Linked DNA regions of Zea mays: region 1 is linked to region 2. The links are chromatin contacts, called in public Hi-C maps. All regions are on one chromosome and are shown on one strand. The core of a region is the stretch at or near the end of the contact, and the rest is flanking DNA. Distances in the headings are between cores, read along the strand shown.

Evidence for each region. A called contact is a pair of places that touch in the nucleus more often than the background predicts.
Region 1: a Hi-C map of ear shows a contact between it and region 2, with 2.2 times the contacts expected there. The contact joins the promoter of LOC100280728 here to the promoter of LOC100193924 in region 2. A contact is called at or near these places in 1 of 25 Hi-C or Micro-C datasets (ear) and 1 of 3 datasets of contacts at active chromatin or transcription factors (leaf).

Annotation. Positions count from the first base shown.
Region 1 is chr10:117,667,089-117,671,606 of Zm-B73-REFERENCE-NAM-5.0, forward strand. LOC100280728 (VQ motif family protein) reads left to right here and starts at 3,227. Exons shown (of 1, transcript NM_001165633.2): 1 at 3,227-4,518. The coding sequence starts at 3,262. The coding sequence ends at 4,164.
Region 2 is chr10:117,494,164-117,498,742 of Zm-B73-REFERENCE-NAM-5.0, forward strand. LOC100193924 reads right to left here and starts at 3,239. Exons shown (of 6, transcript NM_001138996.1): 1 at 2,920-3,239; 2 at 2,573-2,713; 3 at 2,221-2,493; 4 at 1,600-1,712; 5 at 1,131-1,280; 6 at 521-1,019. The coding sequence starts at 3,226. The coding sequence ends at 648.

The DNA of each region.
Region 1 (4,518 bases), core at 1,977-4,476, 170 kb after region 2:
TCTCACCTAGCTTAGCTCCTATAATAAGAAGGGCAAGGGCTTAGGACCCCCAAGTCTGGGTCATCATTGGTCATGGCAATGAGGTTCCCTTTGAGAGGACAACCATGTTTGCTTAGTTCCGCAAGGCACTACGAGGGGAAATACTACCCTATGCAAAAGTTAGGACATCATTATCTAAAAGTGTCAAGCAATTAAGGACCTGGCCGAGTGCTTCGAGCAGCATCCCAACCGGTAATGGCAACAACGCAACCCACAACAATGGAAAAAGAAGAATGTAAACAACACCAAGGTGGTCAATAATCCATTCCATAGCGAGGGTAGGGACAACCTGAAATTCTAGGAGTCAGAGCGTATTATGACCACATCTATGGTGGCTCCGGTGAGTTGTGCTCTTGTCGTGTCCTCAAGGTTCCACATCGAGAGGTGTACATTGCAATTTCACACCATTATGTTGGCCCCTCAAATGGTATAACACTCCCATCTCATTTGATTATTTTTACTATCCTCACAACATGAGGGGCATAGGGATCCTTCCCATTATGGCCCCCACCATCAACAACGTTAAGATCTGGAACATCTTGATTGATGGTGGGGCTAGCCTTAATGTCTTGTCGATGTATGTCTTTGATGAGATGAAAATCTCACACACCTGGCTCATAGCTTGTGCCCATTTATGAGGTTTCTTCAAGGTTGATCCTCCTTATCATCTCTAACAATCTTTCATTGACCTTCAGCACCAAGGACAATAAGTCCTAGGTCATTTCTGCCACCCGCACCTCGTCAACCTTGATAACCTCCTCCTTGCGCTACCACACTACTCCGATGGTCGCACCAGGGGACCACCACAAGCATCGACGGATGACACGGGCGCATATGAAAGAAAAGACGATCGGGGAAAAGCAACATAGGCAAGGGTAATGCACTAGGGATGAGAGCCTGAGACCACCACACCTCCATTGCCTCACGGACGAAAATGCGGGAAGGATGGTGGACATGTCGAACAACACTGATGTGTCGCTGGAGACGAAGGCGATGATGGCAGTCAGAGAGGGTAGGGAGATCTAGGAACGCAGGAGGAGCAGCTCTTGGTCGTGGAACACCAGGAGCGTCAGCAACATCATGGGCTTGGAGGCCTCGTAAATATATTCGAGCCCTTCTCTCCGTCTGTGGTGTTGCATGTAGCTTCTCCAGACGAGTGTGGCTCGCTGACAATGACGGTCCTTAGATTTTGGAGGCCCGGGACAAGATTTAAAATAGAGGCCATTCTAATTCTTTTTATATACAAATATTATCAATATAAGCACTTAAGATATATAAAAATATTTATGTCAAGCAATAAGTAAATAAAAAGATACATATTACAATATTACCTTAAAAGTTTCTTCTAACATGTTTAGATAAGATCGGATTGTGAACACGTCGTAGCAATAAACTATTTGGTACTTCATTGCTAAACTATTATGTCATACACTAATAGTCTAACTGTTGAATTTATATTTAGGATTAGGGCCCTATAGATCTGGGGGCTCGGGGCGGTCGCCCCTCTGCCCCACCCCTAGGGCCACCGCTGCCCGCTGGTTATGGCTTGCGTCGACGTACACAGACAACTTCCAATTAGAGCAGGACAGGATGAGGAGAGCAAAGGCTAAGAGCCCCAACACCACTGCTAGCCCACCGAACAGGTATGACATCGACGACTCCCACGGGAAGTGCAGCATGTCCCGTTCGCCATCGCCGCCAAGACCCGCTACATGTCCCCACGCCGCACGCTCGGTTCTAGTGAGATGCTTTTGCGCCGCTGCATCTTCCCGACGCAGCCTAATATAGGCGCCTTGGCCAGTAGCTACAATGTGGTGACTAGCGAGAGCGATGCTCACAGGGCCCTGCCTCTGGCCTTCCTTGGCTCTTGGTGTTGGTTCCCTCTTTCTGTGATGTGACTTTAATGCCGAGGAAGAAGGTAAATACCTGCTAAAGGATTTGTTTCGTCCCGTTCGGACACAATACAGATCCGAACAATGATTATGTCTTTAAGAGAAATGCTTTTAAAAGGTTTATGAACAGACAAGTTTAAGGACCGGAAGTGCATTTTACTCAAGGAGGGACAGTCATCCGCAGGAGTCCTTCGGTCGGCCAGAATTCTAGAAGACAGTGAGCTACATGACAAGATCCAACCCTCTTTCGCCTTGTCCAACCTCTCGGACTTGTGGCCCTTGCCTGGTCTATAAATGGAAGGGGACAACAACGATCGAGAACCGACAACAAACTATCACAAAAGTAGCCAACACACCTCTAATCGCACAGAGCACTACATCTCCCGTTCACTCGCTTGCTCACCAGAGACTTAGGAGTTAGGAGCTCCTCTCCCTCAATCAAGTTGTAACCCGCTGTTGCAGGCTCAGTGCAGGCGGGTAAAGCAAGTCGCCTAACTGGACGTATGAATATCCAATCGAAACCATTATAACTTTTGTGTCCTCCTTGCTCACGATTCACACCATACGCGCAAAATAAGTATTCAGATTACTAACCCGGTGATTTCGAAACACTGTCAAGAAGTATACGCAGCTAACCAATCACTTGTTATGATTTCGTGTAAACCAATGGGAGAGGATGAAATTCCGTTGTGGCTTGAAAGAGTCGCCGAGTCGTCGAAAGGAACGGAATTTTTTTTTTGACCTAGCAACGCATTCGCATTGCAACCCCCCTCCCCCCGGGCCATATATCGATGCCGTTCTTTGTCGTTGTACACTCGCACGGCGACGGGCGACGGGCCTGTTTTACAACGAAATCTGTCAGGTCCGGGCCGTAGCAGCAGGAGAGAACGAGGAAGGAGAGCGAAGGGCAGACAGACAGACAGCAACGCAAGCCGCAAAATGAGGAAGGCAGAATCGGACGCTTCCAAATGGACGTGCACAAGCCCACAGCACACCCGCGTGGTGGAGTCCGCGGGACGAGTTCTCCGCCCGTCCCGCGCGTGCTACCATTTTTGGCCTGGCCACGCGGAGGCGAGCCGAGTCCACTGGCCAAGTGCCGCTGCCGCCCGTGCACTCCCAATTCCAACGACGCCGTCCCAGAAACCAATGCACCCGGACGTAAAAAAAACACCTCTGCCGTAAAACAAAAAACCCACATAGCCACACCACACGTCGCATTGATTTTTGCCTCCCGGAGCTCACCCGCCCACAGGCACTCCACTCCACCCCACCACCAGGCCACACCACTCCGTCTCCTCCCGGTCCCGGCCTCCCCCCTTCCTTTCCCCTCATGCTGAATTCCCATTCCCGGCCCGATCCCCGCTCCCCGTTCCTCCACCACGGCCTCGCCCACGCCGCCGCCGTGACGGAGCACGGGGACCGGGCGCGGGGGATGGACCCTCCATCGTCGTCGGGCCGCCCCACCACGCCGCGCCGGCAGCTGCAGGGCCCGCGCCCGCCCAAGCTCAACGTCAGGGCGGAGTCGCACGCCATCAAGAAGCACTCGGGGTCGGGGGTTCCGGCCCCCGGGCGGGCGCCCGTCATCATCTACGACGCGTCGCCCAAGGTCATCCACGTCAAGCCCAGCGACTTCATGGCGCTCGTGCAGCACCTCACGGGCCCCGGTGGGTCCGGCACGCCGCCTCCGCCGCCGCAGCAGCACGAGGGCCACATGGTGGACGACGACGGCGGCGGCGGCGTCCCGCTGGGGCAGGCGTTCCTGCCCCCCGAGCTGCTGCTGTCGCCGTCCGCCGCCATGTCCCCGGCCGCGCGCCTGGCCACCATCGAGCGCTCCGTGCGCCCCATGCCCGCGGCGGCGCCGGCCTACGGCGCCGACGACGGCACCCTGGCGGCGGCTCTCGGCCCCGCGCGCCACCCGGGCATCCTGTCCCCGGTGCCGTCCTCGCTGCCGCCGGCCGCCGCGTGCGGGCTGTTCTCGCCGCTGCCCTTCGACGACCCCGGCAGCATCAGCTGGCTCAACGAGCTCAGCCCCATCCTCCGGGCAGCAGCGTCCGCGGCCAACGCCGGCGCCTCTTCGTCCGGCACCGGCCCGGGCAACGGCCCGCCGCCTCCGCCGCCGCCGGCCTACTACTGCGACCCGTTCGTCCCCAGCCCCCGCAACCTCCTCGCCACGCCCACCGTTCCCTCGCCGGCCACGTGCGCGGAGTTCTTCGGCAGCCTACCGGATCTTTAGCTCGGCGCCCCTCCGCTTGCGTCCAGGTCCAACCAAGACAGATATGCAGCGCCGGCCCAAACTTTTGCGACATTTTTCCACAATTTTTCCTCTCTCTATCTCTCTTCTGGAAGGTAGGGGCAAGTTGGTGTTGGTGGGCCCGCCACTGATGCTAATTTGATTAGTGCAGAAAGGACGTGAGAACAGAAAAAGTTTTCCGGTAGCAGTAGTAGCAGCAGATGACTACTAGAAGCGGCCGGCCACCACACCCACATGCCTTTGTTTATTTCTTCTTTTCCTTTAGATTTACACCTCTTGTGTAGGCCAAGGAAATGGTTGTTGTCGGCTTAATGATGGATTTGTTAATTCTTTACT
Region 2 (4,579 bases), core at 1,989-4,488:
GTGCTGACGGCCCTTTGCCGTGCGTCTCATTTCGCTAAGGGTTTGACACTTAGCGCGTCTCATTTCGCTAAGGGTTTGACACTTGGCAAAAACTCCTTTGGCGAGCATGTGTGTCGAGTGTTTTATGCTCAACAAAGGAGGTCTGTGCTAAGTGTCATTATTCGTCGAGAGTGGCAGATGGCAAATCTTATTTGTCGAGTGTTTTATGCTCAGCAAAGTAGGTTTGTGCTAAGTGTCATTATTCGTCGAGAGTGACAGATGGCAAAGCTTGTTTGTCGAGTGCCCGATAAATCGTCCTTAGCAAAAGTGCCGTACACTCAGCAACGAACTTGATTTCGGTAGTGAGTACTGCTACACATTGAGAGGTAAATTTTTTTTTCTTCCCTAATATTGAGAAGAATATTGTTTTTATTTTTACTTCTGAGAAAAGCTAATTGCTGTGCAACTGTGGAAGACAGTGACATTTACCGTCGCAATCCAGCATCATAATTGATTCCACAAATCAAAGGATCAGTCACTTGCTGTATGCACAGTTAGTATTGTACTTCATACTAGCTCGCTGTTTTATCCCATTCAGCAAAAGGCTTCTGATACAAATACAGAGTATCACTAGTGAAGTCCCACCGAAGATCGTCTGCTTCTCACTCTCAGCTCACTACATCGATAGCCACACCCTTGTGAGTCTGAGTGGTTTCAGGGTTTCTGAAGCGGGCAAGTCGCGCGAGGACATCAACGGACTCAGTGATCTGCTTGGTCTTGGTAACCAACTCAGAGAGAAGAGATGCGATAACAGCAACATGCATCGCTCGCGCCAGATCCGCACCCTCTGATAACCCGTCTCTGAGGCCTTTCGCCGCTTTGATCGCTGCAGACACGTGGACGCTGGCTGGGGACGGTACAGTCGTCATCGTCCGCATCGCTGCTGTGAGCTCTCGGAGCGCCTTGGCCGAGTGCAAGCTCATCTGGCGGCATGCTGTTCGAACCTGCTGTGAGCATAGCTCCGGATGCGCTTCAGGATACTGCAGTGAGCAGGGAGAATCTAGTAGGGAAGTAGGATGGTTCTTTGTATGTAATCTAATCCATTGATCGCGAAGTACGTTACGTAGATGGATGGATCGATCTGCAGTTACCTCGGTTCTTGCTAGGGTGACGACGTAGGAGGAGAGAGCCTCCATTGAAGAAGCGCACTCGCGACAAAGAGCGCCGAGCTTCTGGTATTGGCTCCATGGATGTCGCAATTTGAATTTGCCATGGCATGGCTCCCACTTGGCGAAGTTGCACTGCGGGGGGTTTTGGGAACACATGCCATTGGATCGCATTTACTTCTATGTATATTTTTTTTCTGGATTCAGGAGCTTTGGTGCCCAACAGTACCATTTTAGATTGTGTCGGCCACATTTTCTAATTTATACATTTAAATCAATTTATTACAAAAAAACAAGTTCAATAATTTAATCTAATGTTAGTTATTATACAACATAAAATCTCGATAATTCTAGATATATCTAAAGCTAAAAGTATTTAATTTCTCAAGAGGGAGACTGGAGAAACAAGGTTAGGTGTAGGCATCGTTTGCAAAGTGAAGTACTAGGCACTTACCAAAGAGTCTTCAGTGGCCTTGGAGTTGAGGACGCTCTGGTACACTTGGAGAAAGGGTTTAGCTTCCAAATTCTCGAATGTAGCGTTCTCTCTGAAGCATTCAGATTCGATTCCTGCATGCGTACGTGTACAACTTTTAGCCCAAACTCTAGCATGTTCCGAAACTACGGTAAGTTATTCTCTTTTCTTTACGAACTTCCTTGCTTCGGTGACACTGGATTTCATAGATTGTAAGTGCGTTTCTTTGACTAATTGGCAAACTCAACATTACAAATATGTTTATTACATATATATATATATAATATATATATAACTATACTATCTTAACCAATTTATCTCTAATTAAATTATGTTTATTAAAACAGAATTTAATTCTAAGAATTTAAAATGGGACTTTTTAGGTCTAGTTTGGGAACACTAATTTTCCATGTGATTTTCATTTTCCAAGGAAAATTAGTTCATTTTCCCTTGGAAAAATGAAAATCCCATGGGAAATTAGTGTTCCCAAACTAGCCCTTAGAGATTGGTTTATCTGTAGATATATTTCTGAGCTAGGGGAGCGAGTACACGTACGTGCGTGAGGCTGTAACTTTTTCGAACGAGTGGTAGGTAGGTTTGTACCTTCCAAGAACTCCGCCAGCTTGTTGAGGTTTGCGATGGCGAGCTTGTGGAGGCCCTCACCGGCCCAGACCGGGAAGACGAAGATGGTGGTGCAGAGGCAGGTGGCGACGCCGACGGCGATGGTGGAGAAGCGGCGGTGCGCGAGGCGGATGAGCTCGTCGACGCGGTAGCTCGACACGGCCACCAGGCTGAAGGTGAGGATGAAGATGGTCACGCCGTAGTCGTACCGCGCCTTCACCTCCGGGATGAACCGCGAGAACGTCGCCGCCGACGCTGCAAGAAGTGCATGCAACACAGCATTGCATATGCATGCGTGCGGTGCGGTAAAAATGGTCGGCCAGCAGGTACGTACACAGTAAGAAGACGAAGATGGCGAGCAGTACGGGCTCTGCCTTGTCCCCACACATGTAGGCCACCTTGTGAGCCCCGACGGCGATGAAGCCGGCGACCAGCGTCCCCGACGCTCTGTTCAGGCCTTTGCACAGCGTGCCACCTGTCACCCGCACCATCTTCTTTTTAAACTCATCACATATACAGGAGCAGTAATAATTTATAATCTACTGCATCCATATGTTGTTGATATATATATTTTTGTCATCTACTACCACCTTCCAGTCGGCTATAGCTAGCTACTTATACTTGTGTTGCGATGAAACGATGGCGCGCAACACCGTACCGGCCGTACCACGACGTACGTACCGACGGTGTACTCCATGACGACGACGACGGTGAGCACGGCCCACATGGTGGAGGCCCCCCAGCTGTTGAACAGAGGCCTGACGTAGTAGAGCACGGACACCAGCGTGAGCGCCAGGCCGACCTTGACCGAGTGCGCCACCCGCCGGGGCTCGTCCCTCGCGATCCTGCCCAGCCTGCCGGCGAGCCCGACGGCCTTGCCCCGGAGCACGCCCGCCGCCCAGCGGAGCAGCTCCCAGCACCTCGCCGCCCGGAACCCGCCGCCGCCGCCTCCATTGGCACCGCTCTCCGTCTGACCACCAATCTCCATGAACGCTCGATCCGTTCTGACTGTCTGAGCACGCTGTGGTGTCTAGCAGTCTGACTGTCTGAGCATGGGGGTGCTTTGTCTGTGCGCGCGGGGAGGGCTTATATAACCGGAAGAGAGGAGGAGATCAGTGCCTCGCTAGCCCGCCCCGGCCGGCCGGCGGGGCTTGGGGACGGATAGTGGGGCACCGCAATGCGGCAGACAGAAGCGTGTACGCAGCGTGGCCGCCTTTTTCTGGGGAATCTTGACTTGCGATGTCGGCGTCTCCCTGCTTGTCTCTCGCCAGCCCTTCAGCGTGCGTGGTCTGGTTGCTCGATCTTGCCCTGTTCGTGCAAGTGCAGACTCGAAGGCAAACCATGCCGGCCGGGTCGTTTTGAGCTGCGACTGCGACCTGTTTTCTGGTTCAAGTCTGTGGTGTCGGCGAACATGATTCACCGGTTTGTCCTTGTGTGCAATGGCAAGCCTGCAGCACGGCGAGGCGATTGTGCAGGCGAAGGAATAGTTTAGCAACACAATCGATCTCGATCTCTGCCTTTTGACCTGTATACACATGTCTGCACCCGGGGTACTGGTCGGACGAGGTAGAATGCATCTTGGATTCTGTTAGGATCCTTCCAGCGGATTGTATTGATTCAACTCAAGCAGTAGCGATTACAGCAGGATAATGGAAGAAGTGAGATAACTTGGATAAGAAGAACTTGGTAACTTTGTTCATGCCCGCCGCCATGCCACAACCGGCACACTGATGGAGCGTTTGGTTAGAGAGTCAACTAAAATGGAGCGGCTCCGTTCTAGTTTTTGATAACGAATCCGCTCTATTCTGCGTTTGGCAAGCAGAACAGAGTCACTTCATTTTTTGTTTGATTGAAGAGTAGAATAGAGTGGAGTAGCTTCGTCCTTTGTTTGGTTGGATAGTCATATGAGTTTAGAGGGAGAGGGAGGAGAGCGCTCACGTTCAGGAGAGCACTCGCATCCAATCGTTTTGTTAGAGTGAGAGCATTCCAATTATTTATGGTAATTTTCCATATGTAGATCCTAGTAGTCGTTCCGTTTTTATTTTGGTGGAAACCAAACATCCAAAAAAATGAGAATAGAGCCGCTCTATTCTACTCCACTTCTCAACCAAACGCACCCTAAATACGCCACTCGGGTCCCTGGAGCCGCACATTCGCTTCACACTGACACGTTGAAAGGGAAATGAGCCTAATCATTTCCTATAATCGATTTTGGTGTTTGACGTCCATCACAAACCACGTGGACTAACTAGTTTGCCTAGTCATCATTTATGTCAGGTGCATAAAGTTCAACGTAAACAAAGGAAGAAGTTAAGTTGGGGAGTCAACAAAATTTAGAGCA